2 separate regions of the Zea mays genome follow, and region 1 is linked to region 2. A link is a contact called in public Hi-C data. All regions are on one chromosome and are shown on one strand. The core of a region is the stretch at or near the end of the contact, and the rest is flanking DNA. Distances in the headings are between cores, read along the strand shown. Region 1 holds the start of LOC103639973 (protein SHORT ROOT IN SALT MEDIUM 1). Region 2 holds the start of LOC100191991 (serine/threonine protein phosphatase regulatory subunit Bbeta isoform).

Region 1 (6,980 bases), core at 3,493-5,992, 460 kb before region 2:
GTGGTGTGCCATGCAAGAGGAGTACGACGCTCTCCAGGCCAACCACACCTGGGACCTGGTGCCACATCCCCATGGTGCCAACGTGGTCACCGGGAAATGGATCTTCAAGCTGAAGCTGCATGCCGACGGGTCCCTAGAGCGGTACAAGGCCCGCTATGTGCTCCAAGGCTTTACCCAGCGCCCTGGAGTTGACTATGACGAGACCTTCAGTCCGGTGGTCAAGCCTGCCACCGTCCGGACTGTCCTGACTCTCGCTTTGTCCCCGGACTGGACGGTCCACTAGCTCGACGTGAAGAACACATTCCTCCACGGCACCCTGACGGAGACGGTCTACTGCACTCAGCTCGTTGGGTTCGTTGACCCTGCTCACCCCGACCTGGTCTGCAAGCTCAACAAGTCACTCTACGGCCTCAAGCAGGCCCCAGGGGCTTGGTACAGTCGCTTTGCCACTTTCTTATGTTCGCAGGGCTTCGTCGAAGCCAAGTCGGACACGTCCCTGTTCCTCCTCTGTCGCGGCCCGGACACTGTGTACCTCCTCCTCTACGTCAACGATATTGTGCTCACCGCCTCCTCCCATGGGCTCCTGCGTCGCATCATCTCCTGCCTTCAGCAGGAGTTTGTGATGAAGGGCCTGGGGCACTCCATCACTTCCTGGGGATCACCGTCAAGCGCCGTCCCCAGGGCATGTTCCTTCACCAGCGACAGTACACCGTCAACCTCCTCGAGCGCGTTGGCATGGCCAAGTGCAAGCCCTGCGCGACCCAGGTGAACACGCAGGGCAAGGTCTCCGCCGCCGGCCCCTGGTCGCCGATCCGACCGGCTACCGGAGCATTGTCGGGGCACTTCAGTACCTCATCTTCACCCGGCCCGACATCGCCTACGTCGTCCAGCAGATATGCCTCCACATGCACGATCCTCGAGAGCCGCACCTCACCGCGATGAAGCGGATCCTGCGGCACTTGTGTGGCACCCTCAACTTCAGGCTCCTACGCCGGTCCTCGACCACGGAGCTTCGCGTCTACACCGATGTCGACTGGGCAGGCTGTCCCGACACGCGTCGGTCCACCTCGGGCTATGCCGTGTTCCTCGGGGACAACCTCGTCTCCTGGTCATCCAAGCGTCAGCCGGTCGTCTCTCGCTCCAGCGCCGAGGCCGAGTACCACGTCGTGGCCAACGGCGTGGCTGAGGCGGCCTAGCTACGCCAGCTTCCTCAAGAGCTCCACAGTCCGTTGGCCACGAGCACCCTGGTTTTCTGCGACAACATCATCATCGTCTACCTCTCCACCAACCTCGTCCAGCACCAGCGCACGAAGCATGTCGAGATCAATCTTCACTTCGTCCGCGAACGAGTAGCCTGTGGAGCTGTTCGCGTTCTACACGTCCCGACCACCTCCCAGTTCGCCGACGTCTTCACCAAAGGACTTCCGTCCACGGTGTTTGCGGAGTTTCGATCTAGTCTCAACATCTGCAGTGGCTAGAGTTTCGACTACGGGGGGTGTCAGAGTGATATGTATATGGGCCTAGCCCATTAGGGTTATGTGTGCACTGTAGCTCTATGTGTACTATAGCTAGGGTTTCCCAGGGCAGAACACTCTCTCTCACTCTCTCTCAGTTATTTTTCATTCGCTTCTAATCAAGGCTAAATCTTTGGGTATGTATCATCCTTTCAGAACTCCTTTTAATGCCTCTTCCCATGTCAATTTCAGCCTTCCACTGTCTCTTTTCCCATTACAATCACACCTTAGAATCCCACTACACACGGTTGCCTCTAGAGGTCTCCGTTGGACATGTCCAAACCATCTCAATCGGCGTTGTACAAGTTTTTCTTCAATTGATGCCACCACTAGCCTATCATGTGTATCATTGTTTTGGACTTGGTTCCTTGCCATACAAATGCAACGCAACATATGCATTTCCAGAGCACTTAGCTGTTGAGCACGATGCCTTTTTCAGGCCAATATTCTGCACCGTACAACATAGCAGGTTTAGTCGTCGTTGCTTTTATATTATCCTCTTGTCACATAGAATGCCAGATGTTTAGCACCACTTCCTCCGTGTTGATTTGATTCTATAGCTAACATCTTCATCAATATCCCCATCTCTCTGCAGCATTGATCATAAGTACCGAGAGAGATCCTTCCTAGGCAGCTAATAAACTAAAAATATTATCCTTGAATCAAGGTTCCTCACTGATACAAGCAACACAAAAAACAAGCTACACGGCATGTGCATCAATTATATTAATGGTTGCGAATCAACAACAATCTCTACTAATATAAAGTGGCACTTTCTCCGTGCGTGCGTCGTCCTCCTATCTTCGCGCACATGCATGAGTCCTTCCCACCATTGCCTCCCTCCAAACACATTGTGCTCCCTGCCTGCCTTCCCGCTACCAAGCACAAGAAGCTCAAGGTCACCGTTGCCGCCAACCGCTCCATCCCTCCTTGCTCGCGTCGCCGTGCTCCAGCTCCATTGTTGCCAACTGCTCCACCCTCGTGGACCAAAGTGTAGTACTCCGTAATAAAGAACACACACCTCATGCGCTCCCACCCTTTCGCTCCCTCAGCTTACTCGCTTGACTATCTCTCCTCGCTTCGCTCCGGGTCTCCATCTCCCTCTCGTTCCTTTCCTCGGTCTAAGCCAATTGTGCTCCGATCGGAACCACGTGTGCTTCAACTTCCCATAGGAACCCACTACTGGATCAACGACGTCGACATCGATGGCCTCTTCACTGACGTCTCAACGAGCCTCCGTCGATTCCAGGAGTGGACCGCCAAGAAGAAAGGTTGATTGTGATTGGTAACTCGCAAGGTTGGGGTTAGGATATATAGAAAAGTTACTGTCTTAGTAGCTGGCTTCTTTGATTCAGTCATTCAGATCGTAGTTCTAGAGATGTTTTCAGAGTAGAGACAATTCTTTGGTGTTCCTTGCTTTCAATGGCCATATATTTTCTTGATTGGAATTAACATTTCGTATCGGTTGTTCATCATGATAACAAACCAGTAATGTGATCCCATCATCACACGATTGGCATGCATACCCTCCTTGTTCACTCTGTTGCGCTGTGCAGTTTGAGTGTGTGACAATAAAGGGATTATACGTACACATTGGTCGATGCATACAAGCCAACGAATTGTACATGTTGCACACACACAACAAAGCATTGATCCCCCATCTTATTGACTATTCACACATTCCCTTGCCATGTATGTCGTTTGTCTTACCTGCTTGACTGAAAGCATACCTTCCCATGGTCTTCGACAGTAATTCAAAGATCTTTCGATTTTCATTGGCATGTTGTGCAGTAAGCTTCATTCGGCTTTTTTGGTTTGCTTTTGTACCAAAAATATGTTTTAGAGATATCCTACTAAAATCTAAATATCTTAGACCGCTTTAGGTCCCTATGGTTAATGACTCTTTTCAATCAGCATGCTAAATCCTTTAGTGCAGAATGTACCATAGTTGAAAACACTGTGTTTAACATAATTTATGTTAGCGTTCGGAATAGCGTTCGGAACCTGAAGGAGTGGAATATTGATAAAGAGCTCGCCGTGGATAGGAAGGGGTGGAAGTGTGCAATTCACGTGCCAGAACCCTAATTTGTAGTTTCGCTTTTCCTCCTTAATCGTTTAACCTTTTCTTGTGCCCCTTTAGATCTTGTTGGTTCTTGTGGGTTTTATCTCTTTTTATGTGTCTCCCAGTTTCGTCGTTTTTCGGTTCTCCTTTGCCTTTTTCTCCCTTTTCTTTTCTTTGGGGTTGAGCTCTGAGGTTTTCATATGGGGTTTCATTTCTAGCCTACCCCAACGTGCTTGGGACAAAAAGGCTTTGTTGTTGTTGTTGTTTAGAACGTGTTTGAACAACTATCACATTTAAACAATGTGGACTTATATATAAAAAATCGTAGCAACACACAGGCACCTAACTAGTGAATATAAATTGCATGTTGAATTGGAGATTTTATCTAGAAAAAGAACAAAGCAGTTATAGTTAACCACCTGTTGTGTGCCATATACTGATGCATAAGGCCCTCCATACTGCGCAGCAGCCCCTTGTCCTGCACGCGCACCAAACCGACCACCATCAGTGCCACCTGCCGCTGCCGGGGCTGCAAATCCAGTGCTACTAGGCTGAAATAGAGAAAACATCCAGCCAAAGCAACGGGAACACGAATGATTATTCATAACGAATCTGCGTCCAGCAACAAAAGAAAGCAGTCAGACCCTTCACAGAGCCTTACGATTTGGCCGTACGGCTGCTGCACGCCGTAAGGCAGCTGCTGGCCATAGTGATTGGGCCCTTTGGGAGGAAACATAGCGGACGCGCCCACCTAGGGCACGGGCACGAGACCCTGATAAAACAATCCACGCGCACGAACAAGCGCCTGCGAGAAAAGAAGGAAACCCTAGATATTTTAGCACCAAAAACGAATGCGACCACGACTCCAACCCAATACAGACACCGTATCCGCAGATTCGATCGGCTGCCAGGTGCATGGGCTAGGGTTTACCCGCGAGATGGAAGAGGAGGCCAGATGGCGTCGAATGGAAGTGAATCCCCCGTACGCCACGGCTTCAGGACAGAGTCGGGCCGGCGCAACGGTTGGCAGCGGAAGAGCGGCGAGGGTTGGCGGCGGAAGACCACTGGAAGGGTTTCGGGCTTTCGGCGAGGGATTTGGAGAGCGCAAGATATATGTGGTGTTTGATTAGTGTGTGTTATATTACTGGTCACTCGCGCGCCAGCGCGCGCATTAAGCAATGTAATAATGTGTATAGAAATAGCATTATAAAAATGTTTTTAATAAAAATAGTTGAATTAAAATAGATAATAAACATGTAAATTTGTTGTAATAATTACCTAGCACATGCTGTTGATTGATAGAAATAAAAAATACTTGATTTAAGGTTGTAAAAGTGAAGTACTGATGATAGAATATCAATAATTGAGATATATACGTAGATGCATAGGTAGAAAAGAATGTCTGATGTAGCTAGCAATAAAAGAAACATATTAGTCTGGCATAATATTTATGGGACAAACACTGTATTATCACATATTTATATCTAAACAGATTGTCAGTGTATAGTAGCAAAAGATGTCTGCAACATATTTACATCTAAGTAGGTTGTTCATGACTACATAGTGGCATAGTATATATCTAAGCAGATTGTATTATCAGTGCATAGTAGCAAATGATGGTTGCCACATATTTACATCTAAGTAGTTTGTTCATGACTACATAGTGGCAAAAGATAAGTATGTGGAGAAATTATTGGAGGAAATTAAATTCAGGTAAGTATGTGGCATTGAATAAATGGTAACTGGATAGCAGGGTCGAAATCAATATCTGCTGCATCAAAGTAAAGTTCTATTAAAATGAAATGAGGTTGTTTTTTTGGAGAATAGGCTGGAGAAGCATTCTTTGAATGCTTATAGATAGTTATGCAAAAAAAGAAATACGTAATAGTACCACTACTGAGAAAACAGTTATATTGGAGGACACTATGAGGAAAAGGAATGTGTAATCAAATGTATCTTGATCAAGTAGATTTTTTTCGCTGAGTAAATATGTAAAATTTGATGAAGCCCGTACTTCCAAACCGAAGATTATAATTTATTGTCAAATTAATAATGACAAAGCAGTAAGCAGTAAATGGTGAAGTACTATAAATACAAAATAAACGTCATGTTTATAGGAAATGCATTTGTACCTGTGCCAAACGTTGATAAAATGATGAAGCAATCGGAGAAGCCGTGGAGATCTCGACAGTCGTCGGCCCGGACGATCTCCGTCGGCGACGGGAGCGATTCTTCGGGGAAGCTGCTATGACGTTACAGCAGATATAACCGGTGTAGCGCTAGGAGTAATGGATGGGATGGGGAAACAATGAAGTCGCGAGCAGCGTCGACTCCGCCCAAAAGATGACGACACTATGAAGAGAAAGAAGTAGCTGGCTTCTTCCCTTTGGTGCGCTCGCTTCGTCTCCCGTCCAGAAGTGTCTGGCAGTGGCTAGGAAGAATAAAAGCACGTGTAGGACTGAGTGAAGGAAACAACACTCTTTTTGGACGTTTGGATTTGAAACTGCGTAAACCATCGGACGGCTAAAAATTTTTGGACTACGTGGACACACTGACTGGGGAGCGACTGGGCCTGCTTTAATATATAGAAATATCGAATGTCTAGTATATATTAAGGGTGTGTTCGTTTTGTTGAGCCTCCAATTGAGCGAGCGGACGGTCTGGCCCTGAGGCCGGACGGTCCGCGGTCCGGACAGTCCGCGCCTGTGGGCCGGACGGTCCACGCATGCGCAGAGCAGTTTAGGGTTCTTAGTTTTGTGCTATGTTTGTTGGCTAGATTTGCGGAATTATCTCGGAATCCAGTCGTGTAAAGGGTCCAGCCCCCCTCCTCTATAAAAAGAGAGGTCTACGGCCGATTTGTAATCAACAATCGAATCAATACAACTTTTATTCGCATTTTATCCTAGGAGTAGTTCTAGTCTAGTTTAGGTTTAGCCTCTCAATCCCCAAATTCTTCGCCTCTCTTCGACTCTACGCCGATTGGAGGAGTCTAGGTCGGCCGGTCCGAGCCTAGACAACCCCTAGGATCTCTCCTTCCCGACAGGGTCCCTCCCAGGAGCGAGATCCAGGCCGCCGCCGGCGACTTCCGCCGCCCCTGCGCACGCGCGGACCGTCCGGCCTTAGGGCGCGGACCGTCCGGCCGTCAGGCAGAGGACCCAAGCTCCTGCACCAGGTCGCAGACCGTCCGGCCCCAGGCCGCAGACCGTCCGCGCCTGACCAGAGAGCACCGCCGCCTCGCGCCAGGTCGCGGACCGTCCGGCTCCGTGCCGCGGACCGTCCGCGCCTGACCAGAGAGCACCGCCGCCGGTTCTTCTTGAGTATTTGGCGCTCCGAAAAGGCGTCAACATACTTTTTGGCGACTCCGCTGGGGACAACACATATAGACCTATCAAATCGGCCCTCAA
Region 2 (6,253 bases), core at 575-3,074:
GTCGTTCTTGTTCTTATGCTCTTTTCTTCACTTGTGCGTGTGTTGTTGTTGCGATTGTGCTCTTGTATGCGTGTTTTTACTCCCCCTTACTCCAATTTTGCTATTGATCACTTGTGTAAGGCGTGAGAGACTCAAATTTGTAGAGATTCCTCACAAACGAGATTGATATAAGGAAGAACACCATTGCACTCAAGTTTGATCTTTGGATCACTTGAGAGGGGTCGAGTGCAACCCTTGACCGAAAGAGGTCACCATAACGTGGAGTAGGCTTTGGTCGAAACACGGGAAAAATCGCCGTGTCTCTCGTCCATTTACTTTACTGCGATTTCCATCTTCCTTGAGCATGAGCTTCACTTACATATTGCTCCTAGTTTAAAACACATCTCAAGTGAGCAATCAAGTGAATAGTCTTTCTTTCTCTCCTCTTCTCATCCAAACTCGGTTTTTAGTTTCTCTAACCAATAAATTGGACCAAGTTTGTGTTGTTTTAATCAAGTTTTGCAGGATCACCTATTCACCTCCTTTAGGTGCTCTAAAATGTCGTAACGTTTTGAATCCTATGAATTTAAAAACTATAGAGAACTACAAGATGACATGTTTGGATGAAGCATATAAAACACATGATTTTTTTGGGAGAGATTTTGACATAAGAAACTTTACCTGTTTACCATGGGGTTCAACATCAAATAGATTCTTATAGTTCCAATGAAACAAGCCATTCCATATGAATTCCGTAGGATTTATAATGACCCATTTCTTTGTTCTAATTTCTTTAATGACTTGATAGCAAATTAGCAAATAAGATTACAATCTTCTAGGTTTCCTCTACTTTCCCTTTCTTGCAAATGTGTTGAATCACTTACGTTTTATTTCTTTGGCATAAGTTGTATACCACACTTATATTGCCACACGGTGATTGGTTTCAAGGACTACAGTTTATTACATACCACATCAAATGTTTGAATGTTAAATATACGTACTAAATATAGTTTAATTGAAAAATATAGATGAAGACTAAATAATGAAACAAATTTTAAAGCCTAATTAATTTATTATTAACAAATATTTACTATAGCATCACATTAGCGAATCATGAAATAATTAGGCTCAATAGATTCGTCTTGTCGTTTAGTTTTTATCTGTATAATTAGTTTTATAATTAAATTATATTTAATACTTCTAAATAACATTTAAACATTCGATATAATAAGTGCTAAACTTTAACTGAGATAAACGAACGGTCCTTAATCAACATGTTGAAAATTAGAGATGACATGACCTAGTGATGGCTAGAGCCTGTTACATACAATAGTCGAATTCTATTAGTCGAATTCTTTCACATTCTCCGTGTAAGGCCATCATCAGCATCTTATTCATTTTTACCCCTATATTCAAACTCCACTCAACAAATAGTCCGTGTAAGGCTATCATCAGCATCTTATTCATCTTTATCCCTATATTCAAACTCCACTCAACAAATAGTATAGTGTACTATGCAAAATATTGTAAAATAGTGTTTTGAGTGACATATAAGTAGAGATGGTAATGGATCATCCATAGATCTTTCTCAAAAAGTTAGGACCCTTAAATAATGTTAGTTCAAAATAAATAGGAATATGATTTGATCCTAATTAGATTTGATTTTTAAAAAGTTTGTAATGCAAAATCTAGAGTCTATTACCACCCTATATGTAAGTGAATTGCTCCATACGGTCTAAGGAAAGTATTTTGTTCTTTCGCAATGGTCCAAACGTAAAAGCCCCACCACGTCACTTCACAAAAGAAATATGTTCACAAACACAAGCACACCAGAGTAGGGAGACGCAGGACGCACAGAGCGACAGAGGAGGGAGACCTCGCCCGGTCGCTCCACCCCTCGCCCACATCACTTCGTCTCTCTGGTCGCATCCCACCCCACACCCCTCCTCTCCCATCTCCGCTCGATCTCCCATTCTTCCTCGTCTCCGCCGCCGTCTGCCCCACCTCCAACCAACGCCCAACGATCAGTATTCCAGAAGCTTCCCCGGCAACCTTCGTCCCCGTCCCGGATCCGGGGCGCCCCTGATGCGGTGCCCGCGCGGCGCGATCGCGTGACGGACGGCCGCCATGGATCCCCCAGGCCGCGGCGACCAAGGCGAGGCGCCGCAGCCGCAGCCGCTGGAGTGGCGGTTCGCTCAGGTCTTCGGCGAACGTGCCGCGGGCGAAGACGTCCAGGAAGGTACGCACGTGCGCATGAGCTCAAGATCCGCTCGATTTGTGGAGGCTCTGGGCTTGGCTGCCCCGATGCCCCCCCCCCCCCCCCCCCCCCCCTGAAGTGGTGGGAATCAATAGGGCTAGTGTTGAGATTGGAGTTCTGCAGGATTGATGTCTTATAGGAAATGCACAGCAATGATGGCGCGACCCCGTCATGGCTTTGGATCGTGTTCGTGTAGGACTACCACGGTGCGTGTAGAATGGATTCGGAGGGTTAGTTTGATGTCCTACTGGCAGAGTGGGCCTTGTGAGAAGCGTGAAGCTCAATTTTCTGCACTCCGAGAGTTTGTTTGGCTACAAACACAATCCTTTTTAGCCTTCAGATGGCTTAACCGGGCAGATGCTAGGCTGACTGGGGTTTGAGTAACGTGGTCACAGATAGTTGTCTTTATTTTGTGTTTTAAAGAATGCAGAAAGGTGGTAAGAAGCTCTGGAGCTTGTGAACTCCTCTGGCTTCAAATTTGTGGGATATATGTTGCTTAAGGAGTTTCATTAGCATGTGGTATCATAGTGCAAACTTGAACTGAACTTAAGAGGTTGGTTGATCTCATGAAATGAAAAACTGGAAGAGTTTATAAGTGTCTATAAAAGTAATGTGTTTCTTGTCTGTTTGTGGTTCAGCATCTGCTTTTGGCTTGTTGCCTTATAGGAAACTTGCAGTCTAAAGTTCTGCAAGGATGATTTGCCATTGGCACATGGTCCTTATTCTCTTTTAATTGTTTTGGACATATGCTATCTGGATGGAGACACTATATGTGGTCCATCTGTGAAATTCCTTATATCACAGAGCCACATTGGTCCAGTTGTGTTCGTTTGATAATTTCCTTTAGAGAAAAATAGTAGCTTTCAATGTGTGGAACTGATGACTGATGTTTCTTAGTATGGAAACTTTGGTTTCAGAATAGTCTGGGAAGAGAGGTTATGTTGCAGCAGTGGATGCTTCTTAGACATCTTAGTATGGAAACTTTAGAGTTGAACATAATGCTTTGCATGACATGGAGATTTTGTTTTATACTGAGGATTTACATCATGAATTAGGCTTATTGATCATTCAATAAATAACCTTTTTTTAGTTCGGGACTTGAAGGATGTCAACTATGTACCATACACTGATATTGTCATCTAAACCTAGTTCCCTTCCACACCTGCTCTGCTCTTTAATAAGTGAGGAATTTCACTTCGTGTGAGTGTAGAATGTCGCCTTGCATGTTGATTTAACACTCTTCTTTGTTTTCAGTTGACATCATATCTGCAATTGAATTTGACAAATCTGGTGACCATCTTGCCACTGGGGATAAAGGAGGACGTGTGGTTTTATTTGAAAGGACAGATGTTCGGGATGTAAGCACCACATGTATGAACTTATCTTGGTTTTGATTTTAATATTTTTCCCTAATAAGTTGTTATACCAGCAGAATGCCAGCCAGAGAGAACTGGAGAGACAAGATGTTCCAGTTACTAGACACCCAGAGTTCCGCTACAAAACTGAATTTCAGAGTCATGAACCTGAGGTTAATAAGCAGTTTTTCTGTCATTTTCTTTAGAGGTTCCTCTATTGCCATATAGTTGTATTGATACAAGAAAGCTGAGAAGTTGGTGATGTTAATAACAACTCCAATGAAAAAATAACTTTTATTTTGCATAGGCCTTAGTACTATGTTTATGTTTCATAATTGCAGTATGCAGTTCTGATCATAAAATCAAGCATTGCTGTATGCCAGTACCATGTGCTATTCTTGTTTCCTTTCAAAAATTAATGGTAGATTGAAGTTATGTCAGGGTTCCTATTTTTTATGTAATTCTTGTAGTTTGACTACCTCAAAAGTTTGGAAATAGAGGAAAAGATCAACAGGATCAAGTGGTGCCAGACAGCCAACAATGCTCTCTCCCTTTTGTCTACAAATGATAAAACAATAAAATACTGGAAGGTATGGATGCAAGTTACTTCTAGAAGTGCTTTCCAATTTTCTAACAGCGTCAATTTTTAATCCTAATCTCGTACTTAAATCTTTAGTGTAAATCTAGCCCTGATGTAATGCAACTGCGTAAGTTGTTGAGTATTAGCACCCCAATTTTTCTCATTTTTGGTATTGTCGTGGAGGTTTATGTTGAACTAAGTCTTGGCATTTCTAGAAAATAATTATTGAAATGTATGCCAAACTGGGCTTGTTAAATACATAAATTTGATCGTGATACCAATCATATAATTTATTACTACATTTTGAATTTTGTGGACAAAAAAGTGTACAATCTGTTATTTTGTTTAAATTATATGTGGCACCACTGCATTGCATTTTTAATTGTTTCTTCTATCAATTGCAGTCTGTTTTTTTTTGCTTTGCTTACTCATTGCTTTAATTACTGTACAGGTTCAAGAGAAGAAAGTAAAACGATTTGCAGTCATGAATTTGGACAGTTCCCAAAGTGCAGGAAGTAGTACCACTGCTATTGCAAGTACCAGTAGTTCTAAGGCACCTCTTCCAAATGGTGGATGCTCTGATATGCTTGGTTGCCTGAATAATGATCTCACATTTCCTCCTGGAGGCTACCCATCACTGCGTTTGCCAGTTGTAAGCTATACTCGACAACTTATATATTATTAACTTTAGCATTTGAAATTGTACTTGTATAACTTTTAAGTGAAATTATGCAAAACTGCAGCTATTTAGTCCAACTCATTTCTCTTTCGACCATATGCAGGTTACCAGTCTAGAAGCAAACCCTGTTGCTAGATGTCGACGTGTATTTGCTCATGCTCACGATTACCATATAAATTCTATTTCAAATAATAGGTCAGTAATTTGATACATTGAATTTTCTCATTTCAAGGGGATCCATTTTGCAACTTCTCCATGGGTTCATATGCATCTCTTTGAGAGTTTGAGTGTTCCTTATGTTCGGGTTTCTTTGCTCTCGAGCAGAAAATAGGATATAAACTAATAAAGCATATATTGTTAAAGAGTCAGTAACACAGTATTTAGTATCTTATCAGCTAAGCCTTGCAGTTTGATCTTCCTTGAATTAGTTTTCTTGCTAGTATGTTTCATTGACTGAAACTTGATAATCAGTTTCAATACTTGTCTTGTTAGTATGTCAAAACTTTCGGTCTTTTCAGGTACTTGCATTCTTCATTGGTCGAAACCCTATTGTTGCTAGTGCTTGAAATCTTTAGCTATTTGCTAGTACTTGTGTTCTTTTTACCTTATACGTACTGAATTTGATCTGCGTGGGGTAAGATAGCCCCCGGACATTTTGCTAAGAAGACCTCACATAAGCCCCCCCCCCCCCCCCCCCCCCCCAAAAAAAAAAAAATCTCTGCCCACTCGTACATAGTGGCACCGTAGTCCATTGGAGAACAACCGCGACCTAGGATGAACCTTTGGCCTGTGCTTTAGTGTGGGGCAAACAAGGTGGTTTTTATAACTCGAGCCTGAAATTTGCTCCCGTAGGGAATCAAGCCAAGGACCTGAGGAGTGCTACTAGAGGCACGTAACCAACTCAGCTAGAAGCTCAATCATCTGTGCACTGAACTTAGATAGGGCAAACTGAATCTATGCCGTGCTATGCCTTTTGTAATGGGGCATCACTCACATAGTCACATGTCTACTCTTGATCAGTTTTGTTTGCTATGTAGAACTAGCATGGTTTTCTGGTGTTAATATTCCTGCAGGGTGCAGATTCCAAATACTTCTTCAATGATAACATTTGTGGGCATTGTATTGATACATATTCTTGTATTATTTGTTAATCGACAGTGATGGTGAGACATTCATATCAGCAGATGATCTCCGAATAAATTTATGGAACTTGGAAATAAACAGCCAGAGCTTTAACATTGTTGATGTGAAGCCTACAAACATGGAAGATCTAACAGGTAATTCCACTTAGTCATAATTTTTTTAACATTTATCCTAAGTGTTGCAAATTTACTTGATGAAGTTTTGCCTTCCCATTTAACAAAAAAGAGATTGCAATATTCCTGGTGTGATCGATTATGGAT

Evidence for each region. Hi-C and Micro-C count contacts between places; a contact is called where the count stands out from the background.
Region 1: a Hi-C map of leaf mesophyll shows a contact between it and region 2, with 2.6 times the contacts expected there. The contact joins the promoter of LOC103639973 here to the promoter of LOC100191991 in region 2. A contact is called at or near these places in 6 of 25 Hi-C or Micro-C datasets (bundle sheath, ear, endosperm and 2 more).

What each region holds. Positions count from the first base shown.
Region 1 is chr9:74,913,526-74,920,505 of Zm-B73-REFERENCE-NAM-5.0, reverse strand. It overlaps LOC103639973 (protein SHORT ROOT IN SALT MEDIUM 1), which reads right to left and starts at 4,742. Exons shown (of 23, transcript XM_020543866.2): 1 at 4,508-4,742; 2 at 4,238-4,381; 3 at 3,996-4,127. The coding sequence starts at 4,312.
Region 2 is chr9:74,449,518-74,455,770 of Zm-B73-REFERENCE-NAM-5.0, reverse strand. It overlaps LOC100191991 (serine/threonine protein phosphatase regulatory subunit Bbeta isoform), which reads left to right and starts at 1,824. Exons shown (of 14, transcript NM_001137415.1): 1 at 1,824-2,218; 2 at 3,491-3,594; 3 at 3,669-3,764; 4 at 4,062-4,181; 5 at 4,623-4,823; 6 at 4,954-5,045; 7 at 6,009-6,127. The coding sequence starts at 2,107.